Linked DNA regions of Mus musculus: all the other regions are linked to region 2. The links are chromatin contacts, called in public HiChIP or PLAC-seq and promoter capture Hi-C maps. All regions are on one chromosome and are shown on one strand. Each heading gives the region's core, a stretch centred on a gene start, on an enhancer-like site or on the middle of the called end of the contact. The rest is flanking DNA. Distances are from core to core; before and after follow the strand shown. Region 1 holds the start of Tubb4a (tubulin, beta 4A class IVA). Region 2 holds the start of Tincr (predicted gene, 20219). Region 3 holds the start of Tnfsf9 (tumor necrosis factor (ligand) superfamily, member 9). Region 4 holds the start of C3 (complement component 3).

Evidence for each region. Promoter capture Hi-C pulls out the DNA fragments that hold promoters and counts their contacts. HiChIP or PLAC-seq counts read pairs in DNA pulled down with a chosen protein or histone mark.
Region 1: a contact with region 2 is called in an HNF4G HiChIP or PLAC-seq map of pancreatic cancer cells. The contact joins the promoter of Tubb4a here to the promoter of Tincr in region 2. A contact is called at or near these places in 1 of 39 promoter capture datasets (liver) and 1 of 115 datasets of contacts at active chromatin or transcription factors (pancreatic cancer cells).
Region 3: a contact with region 2 is called in a promoter capture Hi-C map of liver, with 2.9 times the contacts expected there. The contact joins the promoter of Tnfsf9 here to the promoter of Tincr in region 2. A contact is called at or near these places in 1 of 39 promoter capture datasets (liver) and 1 of 115 datasets of contacts at active chromatin or transcription factors (pancreatic cancer cells).
Region 4: a promoter capture Hi-C map of liver shows a contact between it and region 2, with 4 times the contacts expected there. The contact joins the promoter of C3 here to the promoter of Tincr in region 2. A contact is called at or near these places in 3 of 39 promoter capture datasets (liver and pre-B cells).

Annotation. Positions count from the first base shown.
Region 1 is chr17:57,085,928-57,089,278 of GRCm38.p6, reverse strand. It overlaps Tubb4a (tubulin, beta 4A class IVA), which reads left to right and starts at 1,679. Exons shown (of 4, transcript NM_009451.4): 1 at 1,679-1,822; 2 at 2,940-3,048; 3 at 3,177-3,287. The coding sequence starts at 1,766.
Region 2 is chr17:56,553,131-56,556,202 of GRCm38.p6, reverse strand. Tincr (predicted gene, 20219) reads left to right here and starts at 1,816. Exons shown (of 4, transcript NR_130128.1): 1 at 1,816-2,085; 2 at 2,641-2,754.
Region 3 is chr17:57,103,780-57,106,892 of GRCm38.p6, reverse strand. It overlaps Tnfsf9 (tumor necrosis factor (ligand) superfamily, member 9), which reads right to left and starts at 1,508. Exons shown (of 3, transcript NM_009404.3): 1 at 1,033-1,508; 2 at 607-643. The coding sequence starts at 1,461. Gm11110 (predicted gene 11110) reads left to right here and starts at 951. Exons shown (of 4, transcript NR_033508.1): 1 at 951-995.
Region 4 is chr17:57,226,217-57,229,390 of GRCm38.p6, reverse strand. C3 (complement component 3) reads left to right here and starts at 1,255. Exons shown (of 41, transcript NM_009778.3): 1 at 1,255-1,435; 2 at 2,509-2,698; 3 at 3,060-3,174. The coding sequence starts at 1,356.

The sequences.
Region 1 (3,351 bases), core at 430-2,929, 530 kb before region 2:
CAAAGGACCCAGGCTCCCACGTGGTGGCCCACAAGTGTCTGTAACTCCAGTCCCAGGGTATCTATGTCCTCTCTAGCCTCTGCTGACACTACATGTATGTGCAGTACAGAGACAGACATGCAGGCAAAACACCCATACACATAAAAATAAATAAACAAAATAAAACCAAAACAGGAAGACTTGAAGTTGGGGGTGGTGTCAGGGTGGATCTGGAAGAAAACAATCTGGCTAAGAAAGGAAGAAGGGAGTAAGGAAGAGGGGGAGGGAAGGAGAGAGAGAGAGAGAGAGAGAGAGAGAGAGGAGGGAGGGAGGGAAAAGAGTCAGTCTTTGGCCAGCTGGCAACATCACAATTGGATCTATAATGAGGGAAAGCTGTCATGGTGTTTGTGAGCTGGGGCTCAATGGGGAGAGCACTTTCCAAGCATGCATGAGTCCCTTAGTCCTGTGCCCAACTCCATATAACCCCAGGGCATGGTGGTGCACACTCAGGAGGTAGAGGCAGAGGATCAGGAGTTTAAGGCCAGCTTGTTTACTTATTGAGTGGGAGGTCAGCTTGGACTGCATTGAGTGAGAAGTCAGCTTGGACTACACTATGCAGTCCCGAGGGGAAATCTCTCAAAGCAAGGAACACAGCAAGTAGCACCTATAACCCCTGGGGATGCTGGAGTTGGGGTGGGGAGCAGAAAAACCCATGGAATCCAGCACAAGAAGACAGTCTATGAATAGAACATTATGGATGGTAAAGATCAACAACGCATGGACACACTCTAACTTGAACCTATGCTCAGATAAACTCATGAACATACAAGCATGTTTCAGATGTCACTTTTAGACTATGTCACTTTTACAGCTATGTTGTAGATCTCTTGTAATCCTAGCATTCCAGAGATTGGAGGCAGGAAAGCCATGAGTTCAAGGCCAGCCTGGGCCATATAGTGATATAGGGGAACAATAGCTACATGGGAAAACTTGTACTTAAAGAAATAAATATCAATAACAAAGCAAAGATATGTTGAGGTGGGGAAAGCTCTCTGCTGTTGGTGGGATCCAATTATTTGTCTTAGCCCTAGTTTCTGAGACCTCCTGGGGGGTCAAGAGCCTTCCAGCGCTCCTCAGAACATAGAAGGAAATCTGTAGAAGGGTTCCAGAAGCGACTTCCAGGACTCAGCAGTGTCTCACATGCACCTGCCACCTTCAAACCAAACTCCACTGTGGAGAGCCTGGAGCTCAGAGTCACCGTTCTTCCCCACCTATACAAAGGTTCTAAGGAAGGGGGTCTCGAAGGAATGAAGAAGGGAGAAGCAGACAGAGAAATTGAGGCAGGGGCTGGGGCTGAGAGGGAGGACATTGTCCTAGATGCTATTTACAAGATTCCGAGGTGCCTTTCCATCCAGTCTCTATGAAATCAGAGTGGAAAGAAAGAATGGTGCCTGACAACGGAGCCTGAGGGGAAACTAGAGTGGGGATACACCGGGACCCTGAGGTCTCAGAGAAAGAGCTTGACGGAGGAGATCCCTACTTTTCCGAGGCCCCTCCCTCCATCCTCCTCCATTACTCCAGTCCCTCCATCCTTCACTGCAAGCATCCTAGGCGGGCCCAGGAGGCGGAGCACGCGGGTGACCCAGCGGTGACGTGAGTACTGCTCCGCAAATATAGAGACGCCCGGGGGCGCAGAGACAGAGCTCCGCAGCCATCTCGTCCAGAGCTAGAGCCACAGCGGCCGGTCGACACCCGTCCATCAGACGCCACCAGCAGCGCCACCACCATGCGGGAAATCGTGCACCTGCAAGCCGGTCAATGCGGTAACCAGATCGGGGCCAAGGTGCGTCGGACTGAGTAGAGGGTGGGAATGCACAGGGGCTCAGAGAGGGGTTATTGGCTCTCCCAAGGCTCACCCAGGAATTTTGCATCCTAGGTGGAGGAGGGGAACCAGGGCAGAGCCAGACTGGGAACAAAGAGGCTGATGGGGGCAGGGCCTGGCCTTATGTCTCTTGGCCACAGCTGGCCTCACAGCTGGGCCACTGTCACCCTCAGTTGCCTGGAACGAAGAGGCACGGCCCCTCCTCCCAGGGCTGCTGCCGGGATGGACTGGCACCAAGTGGCTCTGGTGGGGCCAAGCCTCTCCCTACCCCCAACTTCTCCCTTCTTGCTGGCTCATGCTTTGCTGTGGCTCTGAGTTCCCAGTTACCTCACAGACAGACAGTCAGCAACTGAAGAAGTGGCTTTAAGAGTGTCCTAGACACAGCATCTCTCAGCCCTTCCCGACTAACACTGTGACCCACTCTGACATCTTAGCACTTGGTGGATAGAGGCAGGAGCCCAAAAATAGCTTCCCATACACAGTAAGTTGGAGGCCAGCTTGGGCTACGTGAAACCCTGTGTCAAAAAAATAAGGGGTGGGGGCTATAACTCAATAGGTTGAACCTTTGCCCAGGTGTTGTGGTATACACCTGTCATCCCAGCCACTAGGCTAGGTTGAGGCAGGAGGATCAAGAGTTCAATATCATCCTAAACTATCTAGTGAATTTCAGGCTAGCCTGGGCTTTGGGAGACACTGACTAAAAAAATAATACAAACACATACATACATACATTCATACATATATACATATATATATACATACATACATTAAATTTTAAGACAATAAGTAAAAAAAAAAGCTATTCTACACATTTCATCATCAAACAAACAATAGGACAAGCAACATGGTTCCCCCAGGGCTCATGGCCAAGATTGACAACAGGAGCATGCATATGAATGCACACACACAGAAAATGGTTTTTTAAAAGGTTTTAAAACTATAACAACAAAAACAAAAACAAAAAAACTATAACAACAAAAGGAAAATCTATTCACTTTGCTCCCCCCTCCCCCTCATTTTGCTCCCCTCTCACTTTGCTCCCCCTCCCCCTCACTTTGCTTCCCACCCCCACCCCCAGTTCTGGGAGGTCATCAGTGATGAGCACGGCATCGACCCCACTGGGACCTATCATGGGGACAGTGACCTCCAGCTGGAGAGGATCAATGTCTACTACAATGAGGCCACAGGTAGGGTAGTCAGTGGGCTGGCACGGGCGTGGGAGTGGGGGGGCACTGTCACGAAGGGACAGGATGTGCCCTGGAGCCTGCTGGACCTGGCACTCAGCCCAGCCACCCTCCATCTGCCATCCCCACAGGTGGAAACTATGTTCCCAGAGCCGTGCTGGTCGACCTGGAACCCGGCACCATGGACTCTGTCCGCTCCGGCCCTTTTGGCCAGATCTTTCGGCCAGACAACTTTGTATTTGGTGAGTCCCTCTCTGGTGTGGGTGCACAACACTTTTGTTTTCGTTTCTAAGTGCTTTAAGAACA
Region 2 (3,072 bases), core at 567-3,066:
TTTACATTTACAAGAACATTATCCAGGAGGTGATAATGCATGCCTTCAATCCCAGCACTCAGGAGGCCGAGGCAGGCAGAACTCTTTGAGTTTGAGACCAGTTTGGTCGACAGAGTTCCAGGTCAGCCAGGGCTACACAAAGAAACCTTGTCTCCAAAACAAAAAGAATTTCATGGAGGCTGGGGGTGAGGCTCCCTGGTAGAGCCCCGCCTAAAATCTTCCCATTGAGGGGCTGGGATGTGACCAGGGATAGAGCCCTGCCTAAAATTCTCCAGTAAGGGCAGGGAGCGTGGTCAGGGGAGGCCTTTCCTTGTCAAATGCCCACCCTCGGTTTCCATTTTTAGTTTTACATGAAGGATGTACCATTTTTCATAAACCTGTTAAGTTGTCTATCCATTTTTCTATCTTATTGTTGGTTTCCAGAAGCTTTTTACGTACGGTGGAAGTCAGTCTTTTTTGTCTATTTTGACTATTGGAAATTTTCAATGGCTTTGTTGCAGTTTTCATGTGTGAAGTGTTTGTGTGTAGGTGTTTTATATTTGCATGTTGTCAGTTATTAATCTTTCAATTAAAGGCTCCCTTTACAGATACTTACTGAACTGTGTGGGTGGTGAATGTGGGCAAATGGGACAATTAATGTCACCCTACACAGCACACTGAGATATATTTTTTCCTATATATTCTCTTACCTGTCTTTTTTGGGAGTAACAGGGGTCATGATCTCTCTTTGATAAAGCTGACCTCACAGGAATCTGCCTGCCTCTGCCTCCCAAATGCTGGGATTAAAGGTTTGCACCACCAAGATGTCACTGGGCTAAATTTTTAGAACGTTCAGTTTGTTTTTCTTTGCGGAGTCAAAGTTAACACCTAGAATGTTCTCTCAGCATTCCCATTCCTGGGTAAGTGTAAGTCAGGGCCTTGTAACAACAATGTCTTTTTACAAGACCCCAGTAGACAGGCAGAGACACTGAGGTAAGGGGAGGAGAGGCTGTGGCAGGAGATGACAGGGTTAGAGGCCACACAGTGACTACTGCATTGTTGCTGGTGACAAATGCCCAGAGTTTGTGTGTCAGAGGCCAAGTGCAGAGGACAAACTGCTCTATCCAGTGGGGCAGTGAGAGCATCGGGGAGGGAAAAGGCGTGCTTTCGGAAGTGTGCTGGAGAGGCGGCTGGCTCCCAGAAATGGCTGTAAGGATCGGGAGGCTGGAACTCGCTTCTCTCCTCATCAAGCACTTGCTGAACTGAGTGGGTGGTGAATGTGGGCAACTGGGAATGTTGAACTCTTACCCATCCCCTGGAGCCCCACCTCCAGTGCACGTGAACTTCCAGGCCAAACCTAGACGTCTGTCTCCCCTACTTAGACCCTGTTCCTAACTTGATGGCCATAGAGGGCAAAGGCCCAAGATTGAGGTTTCTTTGGAGCCCACAGACACAAAACAAGTACAGATACAGATTAGGGAGGAAGTTCTAGAGTGTTCCCTGGAATAATAAATAAATGGGTGGGTGGGTTACACTGCCTTCCTTGCCACCCTTCTCTCCTCCTCACTTCTGCTTCAAAAGCAGGACCCAACTCCACTCCTCCAATACACCAGGCTCTCCATCCTGCCACAGTGCTTTCGTATAGCTGCGTTCTTTGCCCCAGGGCCTTTGATGTATGCTGTGCACAGGAGAAATGTTTGTCATGGAGGCCTGGGCTGGGCCAGCCAATGTCACCACCCCTGTGGGCTGCTGCTGTAGCAGGGCGTGCCTAGGAGGGGTGGAGGCAGGTGGCTCAGCCGGTCTAGCAGGTGCTGACCTGCGAGAGAGTCTCAGGCTGGCAATGGCCATGGAGGAGCTGCGGCGAGGGCTGTCCCGCTGGAAGCGCTACCACATCAAGGTACACCTAGCCGACGAGGCATTGCTACTGCCACTGACCGTGCGGCCCCGAGACACACTGAGTGACCTGCGCGCACAGCTAGTGGGCCAGGGTGTAAGCTCTTGGCGCAGAACCTTCTACTACAACTCTAGGCCTCTGCCTGACCATCAGACAGTTCGCGAAGCTCGCCTGCAGGACGGCTCAGTATTACTTCTGCTCAGCGACACCAGGTGACCAGGGATCTAGGCTGGGACTTGGGCTAGAACCTGGTAGGATCTTGAGCTCTGGCTTATGGAGGTTGGCCCAGTGGGATGGTGATGGCTTGGGGACATGGTGAGAAAGACCTCTGTGACCGTGCCTGCTTCCTCTCGGCTCCATTAGCTATGTCGATATGTGGTGTGAGCTCCAGCGGTGGCTCTGAGGACTCCCTGCCCTCATTTCTGTGTATCTGGCTCTGGCTCAGCACGTCTCTCTGTATCTGTGTCCTGGTCTCTGTCTCTCTCTGCACACCGCCCCTATCTGTTTCTTCATGTCTCCGAGTGTCTCCATCTCTCTCTCAGTTTCTGTCCACTCATCTAAGAGGTCGGTGGGATGAGCAGCCCTGGGCCACTACTGCACTCCCCATCCCAAGCCCGTCACACCTTGTGTCTACACTGGCCTCAGTGTCTCTAGTGGGGCCCGGCTGTATAGTGCATCACCACCAGTATGAAGACACTTCAGAGCGATCCTGGACTAGCTGGAAAGACTTTAGTCGTCACCGCTTGTCTTTATGTTCACCCCCTCAGGTAGGAAATGGAGGAGATGGAGCGATGATTTTAGGGACACAAGATGCTGGCTGAAGGAGCAAACTGGCCCAGGCACCACATCTCTCTCTTCCTGGGAGTCCAGTCGTACTTCAGGTAAGCCATTCATGGGAGGCCTGAGAGATGGTGGGGAAACTGAGGGCCTCATGAGGTGGGCACATTAGCCTTATCCTTCCATCTCCTCTGTTGGCTCAGCACTGGTGTCCCCATCTGTGTGACTTTGAGAAGTTCTCTACTCTCCTCTGGACTCTTTACTTTGATGCAGACATAAACTGACTGTGCTTTGTGGGCTTGGGTCCACAAGAGCTCTGCCTGCAATTCCTGTAACAGACACCAGGACAAACGGAGCAGCTTTGCCTGCAATTCCTGTGGTGTCCACCAGGGGGATCCTAGCACTGTGCCTGCTACAGAAGG
Region 3 (3,113 bases), core at 259-2,758, 550 kb before region 2:
AATAAGAACGAGGCAAAGGGGCGAGGGTCTAGAGTGTTAAGAGCGGAGATGCACATGGACTCCTGGAAGGAGCTGAGTAAAGGGGCCACAAGAGGGGAAGGGGGAGAGGAGAAAAGAAGAGAGAGAAATCAGAGGAGTAAGAGAGGGATGAACAAAACTGGGAGAGAGGTGGGATATGGAGAGTGCAGGAAGAGAGTCATCTCTGAGGGCAAATAATTTGACAACTAAGACTTGACAGGGAGAGACTAGGGCTCGGGCTCAATAGGGTGCCTGAAGCCCAAAGGCATTCATTTATCCCAGCCCATTGGAGGTGTTGGCAGCAGGGCGGCCAGCCTCAGCTACATAATGAATTTGGAGGAAGCCTGGGCTACATGGGAGGGATAGAGGAAGGAAAAGAGAAAAGGAGATCTCCCAGAGTCAGCTGGGGGTGAGAATTCTCAATTCTCTGAAAACCTGGATGGGGTCCCAAGGATGACAGTTGGAGCTGTGACAGCAAGTGAGAAAGGCTGAGTAAGTGAGGGAGAGGGACATGACTAGAAGGTTGAACAGGTCCCCTTGTTCAACCTCCCTGCGGGACCCGCTGGAAATAAATCAGGGGGCACTCACGGTTTTTAGCCAGTAGCTTGGCGAACACAGGAGAGCCCTGGGAAGAAAGAAAAATAAAGGTAGATGGTACCTTACATCCTAAAGAAGCAGATAGGAACTCATACGGCCCAGCACACATTGGGGCGTCCAACTTTGGATGGAGAAGGAGAGCCCTGAAGGCCTAAGTGGGACTGAAGGGAACTGCGGTGCACCCTCGGGAGTTCTCCCCCAGGTTTCATAGGTTCATTCAAGGGGTCAAGACGCAAAGGGATTTCCTCTGAGTGCGAGATGGAGAGGGGGTGCTTCAAGCGGAGTAGCAGGAGCAGAGCGAGGCGGGGCGGGGCGGGGCGGGGCGGGGGTGGGGAGGAAGTGCTGTTCTCTCCCTGTCGGTGCAGCGATGCTTCCAGAAGGTAAGAAAGAGTCCCCTAGGGATGAGATGAGCCTCACCTGTTGTGTAGTGTTGGGGCAGCCAATGTGGGAAACAGGGGTGACCTGGTCTGCATTATTCTCTCGGGTACCCAGGTTGGGCGAGGTGGTGATTGTGAGCGCTGGCCGAGGCTCGGTGCGGGTGAAGATAGGAACACAGGCGGCGATCAGAAGCAGCAAAACCAAAGCGACTAGGCCATAGAGCTTTGGGTGGCGGGAACAGAAGTTCAGTGCAGGCGGCCACGCGGCCTCGCGATCCCGAACATTAACCGCAGGGTAGGCAGCATCCGTGGGGAGCGCGGCATTTGTGGGGCGCACAGTATCTGAGAGGAGCGCAGCGTCCGCGAGGAGCCCGGTATCTCTGAGGAGCGCCGCATCCGAGGGGCACGAAGTACCTGCTGGATGTCTGGCATCCGCGGTATCCTCCACATCAAGTGTGTGCTGGTCCATTACCACGGTCGGTCAGTGCACGTCTCCCGCCAGTGCCCGTGCTTTATAGGCTACCGAGGCGCCTTTTCCGGGGAGGGAAGGGAGGGAGGGCAGCCGCGGGGTTCCCGGGCTCCGCGCTCCGCCCCTCGACTCCCGGAACTTTCTCTCCTCCTCCCCCCTTCCCCTCCCCCTTCTCGCCCCTTTCCCCTTCCCTGTCCAGGCCCTGTGCCCGCCCGTCCTTCTTCCCTTTTTGTGTGTGTGTGTGTGTGTGTGTGTGTGTGTGTGTGTGTGTGTGTGTTTGATTTGGTTTAACACTGACACATTAAAGAGCTTTTTATATGATGGGAACCATGTGATATCGGAATCCATTCCCTCCCTGGCCTCTCCTGAATCCACAGCTCTGTCTCCCTTCTTTTTCTGTGTTCCCCACTGGTAGGTTATTTCTCCGCTGCTGATTTTCATTCCTGTTTTTCTGTCTCTCAAACTTCTGTCTCTCTCCTGATCTCTCCTGCTCCCTTTTTCTTCCAACCCCTAGCTCCCCATCCCTGGGACGCCCTAAATGCAGGGGGTTTTGTTGTTGTTTTGTTTTGTTTTGTTTTGTTTTTTGTTGTTGTTGTTTTGTCGAGGACTCTAGGGACATCCAAAACTGCCCACCCATCCCCAGCGGAATCAAAGAGACCTGCTAGGCACCCACTCACTCAGCCTCTTCCTCCCCAGGACCCCATCTCTACCCTGGGCCTTTCCTGGTGTGTCCCCACCCACTTTCTTGGGGCTTCCTGTTAGTAGTCTCTTAGGACTCCAGAAACAGAAGGCTGGAGAGTCCAGATAGAGAAATTCCCCCAGGCAGCGGACACATTTCCAATTTCCCATTCTTTCACTGTTCTTGCCTGAGGTAGAGGCAAAAGGGGGGGGCGCAGAGAAGACCCCCCAAAAGAGGAACTGAGAGATGACTGGCTCTGGGCAAACCTTGGAGACAGACTCCTCAATGTTCTGATCTGGTTAGATCTGCTGAGATGGCTCAGCCAGTAATAGTATAATCACAAGCCTGGTGGCCTGAGTTCAGTCCTCAGGACCTACATGGTGGGAAGAAAGAACTGACACCCAGAAATTTGTCCTGAAAGTGCCCTTTGACCACGACATGCATACCATCAGTAAACATAATTAAAAAAAAAAAAAGTACTGATATAACCAGACCATTTATCTCAGCAGGAAACAACAAGCTATAAAATGGGGAGTTGTTTGTTTCTACATAGGGTCTGGTCTTCGCCTTGCAGCCCTCCAACTCACTAGACAGCCTAGGATGACTCTGAACTTCTGACCCTCCCCAGTATATTGGGATACAGACACAGACAGGCATACACCCTCAAATCCAGCTTCTTCTGTGTTGGGGAAGGAGCGCAAAGCCTCGAGCTTACTGGGCCAAGATTCTTACAACAGAGACCCAGCCCAGGCCCCACCTGCTTTTTTTCCATACTGGGCATGGAACCTACTGAGCTCCCAGCCTGGGAGACGTGCACGGAGCCCCCTCTGGAGACACCAGCCACCCCTTCCTTCTGTTTTATTCCACATCAACTTCCCCTGGGAATTACAGGAAAACCCCAGCTTGGGGTCAGGGGAGAGGTGGGGGAGGTGGGACATTAAAATGACACAAAAGACACTTGGGTGATCTAGAA
Region 4 (3,174 bases), core at 6-2,505, 670 kb before region 2:
ACATACAGGCAAAACACTCCAACACATACATATAAATATTTTAAAAAGAAAAGAAATGGTGTCATGTAGCCCAAGCTGGCCTCTAACTTGCTACATAGCAAGGTTGACTTTGAACTCCTGATCCTCTTGCCTCCAGCATCTCGTGCTGGGATTACAGATGTATGCCACCAGAATCAATCCTATGCTACTGAGTATGGAAGCACTTTCCCACTGAGCTGTATTCTAAAGCCACTATTTGTACTTTTGTCTTAAAAAACCAAAAACCAACCAACCAAACAAACAAAAAAAACCAACTAAGCATTGTGAATCATTATCTGCCTACAACCACAAAACCAACACAACTGAAAGAGATAATATAGGGGCAGGACAAGTCCTAGAGGCAGAGACAAGAGCAGGCTTTTCCTCCATGACTCTCAAAGCCCACCAGAGTCATTCAGCCACCCTGAGTGACAGGGTAGGTAAGGTCCACCTCATTCTTTTCCCTAGAAAGCAAGCATGCCCCCCGGAGGGCGAACTTCTAGGCAGCCTTCAAAACCAAAGCTTAACTGTCCCACTGCCAAGAAACCGTCCCAGATCCTCAAAAAACCAGAATTCTTTCCCACTTCAGAAAATGCTCCACAGAGCTGGGACTCTGGGCTGGGACATGCCCTCACCCCTTATCCTCCTCATAGGAAAGACTTGGATTATAAATGCATAAGTAGGGCTTGGGTAATGCCCAGCAACTGAGGAGGTAGAGGTAGGAGTTCAGAACTGTTTAGCACAGTGGTCTCCACCTTCCTGAACCTGCCACCCTTCCATGTTGTGCTGACCTCCAATCATAAAATTATTTCATTGCTACTTCACAACTCTAATTTTGCTACTGTTCTGAATTGTAAGGTAAATACTGATACGCAGGATATATAATGCAATGCCAAATGTGTCTCGACCCACTGATTTAGCAAGACCTTGGGGGTAGGGAGAACCAGCCATCCAGAAGTGCTGGGTTACTGGGACCCAGCTAAGTGTGGGAGGAGGTCACTCTAGACTTCAATGGTCTCTGGTGTAACCAAGTACAACAGGGACCAGCCCAGGTTCAGCATCTGGCCTTGACCCCAAGAAAAGCCTGAGCCAAGCAGGTACTTTCAAGCTCCAGGGTAATGGAAATGTGCCTAGGGTTACTCACCCCAAGGCTTGTTGCCCCAGGTTTGTGAAAAAGCTTAGGAAACTATGTTGCGAAATTTTGGGCAGTCCCTGGTGCAGGAACAGGGAGGGACCAGAGAGGAGAGCCATATAAAGAGCCAGCGGCTACAGCCCCAGCTCGCCTCTGCCCACCCCTGCCCCTTACCCCTTCATTCCTTCCACCTTTTTCCTTCACTATGGGACCAGCTTCAGGGTCCCAGCTACTAGTGCTACTGCTGCTGTTGGCCAGCTCCCCATTAGCTCTGGGGATCCCCATGTAAGTAGTTACCTTTTGGGGGTGCAGTTTCTTATACAATTTAGGAGTCACCTAGGTGAGTCACCTAGGAGTCACCCACTTGGGGGGAGACAGGGATGTTAAGAATTTGTGCTGGGGGCTGGAGGATGGCTCAGTGGGTATGAAGTCTTGCTGCATGGACATAAGGACCTTAACTCAAACTCCCAGCACCCACAGAAAAGCCAGGAGTGGCCTCCAGAGCCTGTAACCCCACACTGTGGGGCTGGAGACCAGATACTGGGGCTTGCTGACTGCCAGCCCAGTGCCAGGTTCAGAGAGAGATGTTGACTCAAGGTGTGGGGAGGGAGGGGCATAGAACAGGACACCGGACATCTTCCTGTGACGTGACATACATACATACATACATACATACATACATACATACATACATACATACATACAAACAGAGAGAAAGAGAGAGAATGTGAGTGTTTGGGTTGTCTTATGTTCATAGAACTCAGGTATTGTAGCATTGGTGTGCCTACTTATGAAGAAGAAGGTCTATAGATTTATGGTGTCTGTGATGTCTTGTGGTTTAGGCAATGGTAAGTTTTAAGATGTGAGGACTGGAGGGTTGTTGGGGTCTATAGCCCTTGTGTGGACTGTCAAAAGCCAAGCTCAGCATTGGGCCTGATTACATGGACCTGTCATCCTGTCCACTCTGGAAGCCCAGGCAGGAAGTGTACACATTCCAGCCAAGCCTGGGCTACAGAGTGAGTTCAGGGCTAGCCTGAACAACTTAGTGAGATGCTGTTTCCAAACAGAAAAGTGAGGAGAGGCTGAGGTATAGCTTAGTGGTAGAGAGAGCACTTTCTCAGTACAAGCAAAGTCCTTATGGCTGGTACCCAGTGCTGAAGCCAGGAAAAGACAGCTTCTAGTGGCTAAGGGAAAGTGGGCTGTGGTTTGGTACCTTCTTGTGTGGGGAGGACGTGGATCCAGGCATCTGCTCCAGCACTGAGAACTAGAACACGCTAGAACTAGGGACTGGGCCAGCCAGAGTGAGGGCTGAAGTCTCAGGCCTTGAGGTGACATCTGCTCCCACACCCCACGGTCAGGTATTCCATCATTACTCCCAATGTCCTACGGCTGGAGAGCGAAGAGACCATCGTACTGGAGGCCCACGATGCTCAGGGTGACATCCCAGTCACAGTCACTGTGCAAGACTTCCTAAAGAGGCAAGTGCTGACCAGTGAGAAGACAGTGTTGACAGGAGCCAGTGGACATCTGAGAAGCGTCTCCATCAAGGTGGGCAAGGAACTGGAACTACAGTCAGCCGTAGCCCCTTCCGGTCCGGCCTGGGTCCCTCAGGCTGCCTCCTATAGCCTCCTCGGAGCTCCTCCCTTCTGAGTCCCTCCCCTCTGACGCCCCTGCCGTCTGGGTCCCTCTCGTTTGATCTCCTCCCCTCTGAGTCCCCTACCCTTTGAGACCCTCTGCTCTGAGCCCCTTCCCTCTGAGATTCCTCCTCTCAGTCCCTCTCCTCTTGAGTCTCTTCCTCCTTGAGCCCCTCCTGTCTGAGGGGAGATGACAGAGAGGAGGCCCAGGGGGATCTAGGGGATGCTTTCTGGGCACCACTCCCTGACACAGACTCCTGACATCCCACGCATAGATTCCAGCCAGTAAGGAATTCAACTCAGATAAGGAGGGGCACAAGTACGTGACAGTGGTGGCAAACTTCGGGGAAACGGTGGTGGAGAAAGCAGTGATGGTAAGCTTCCAGAGTG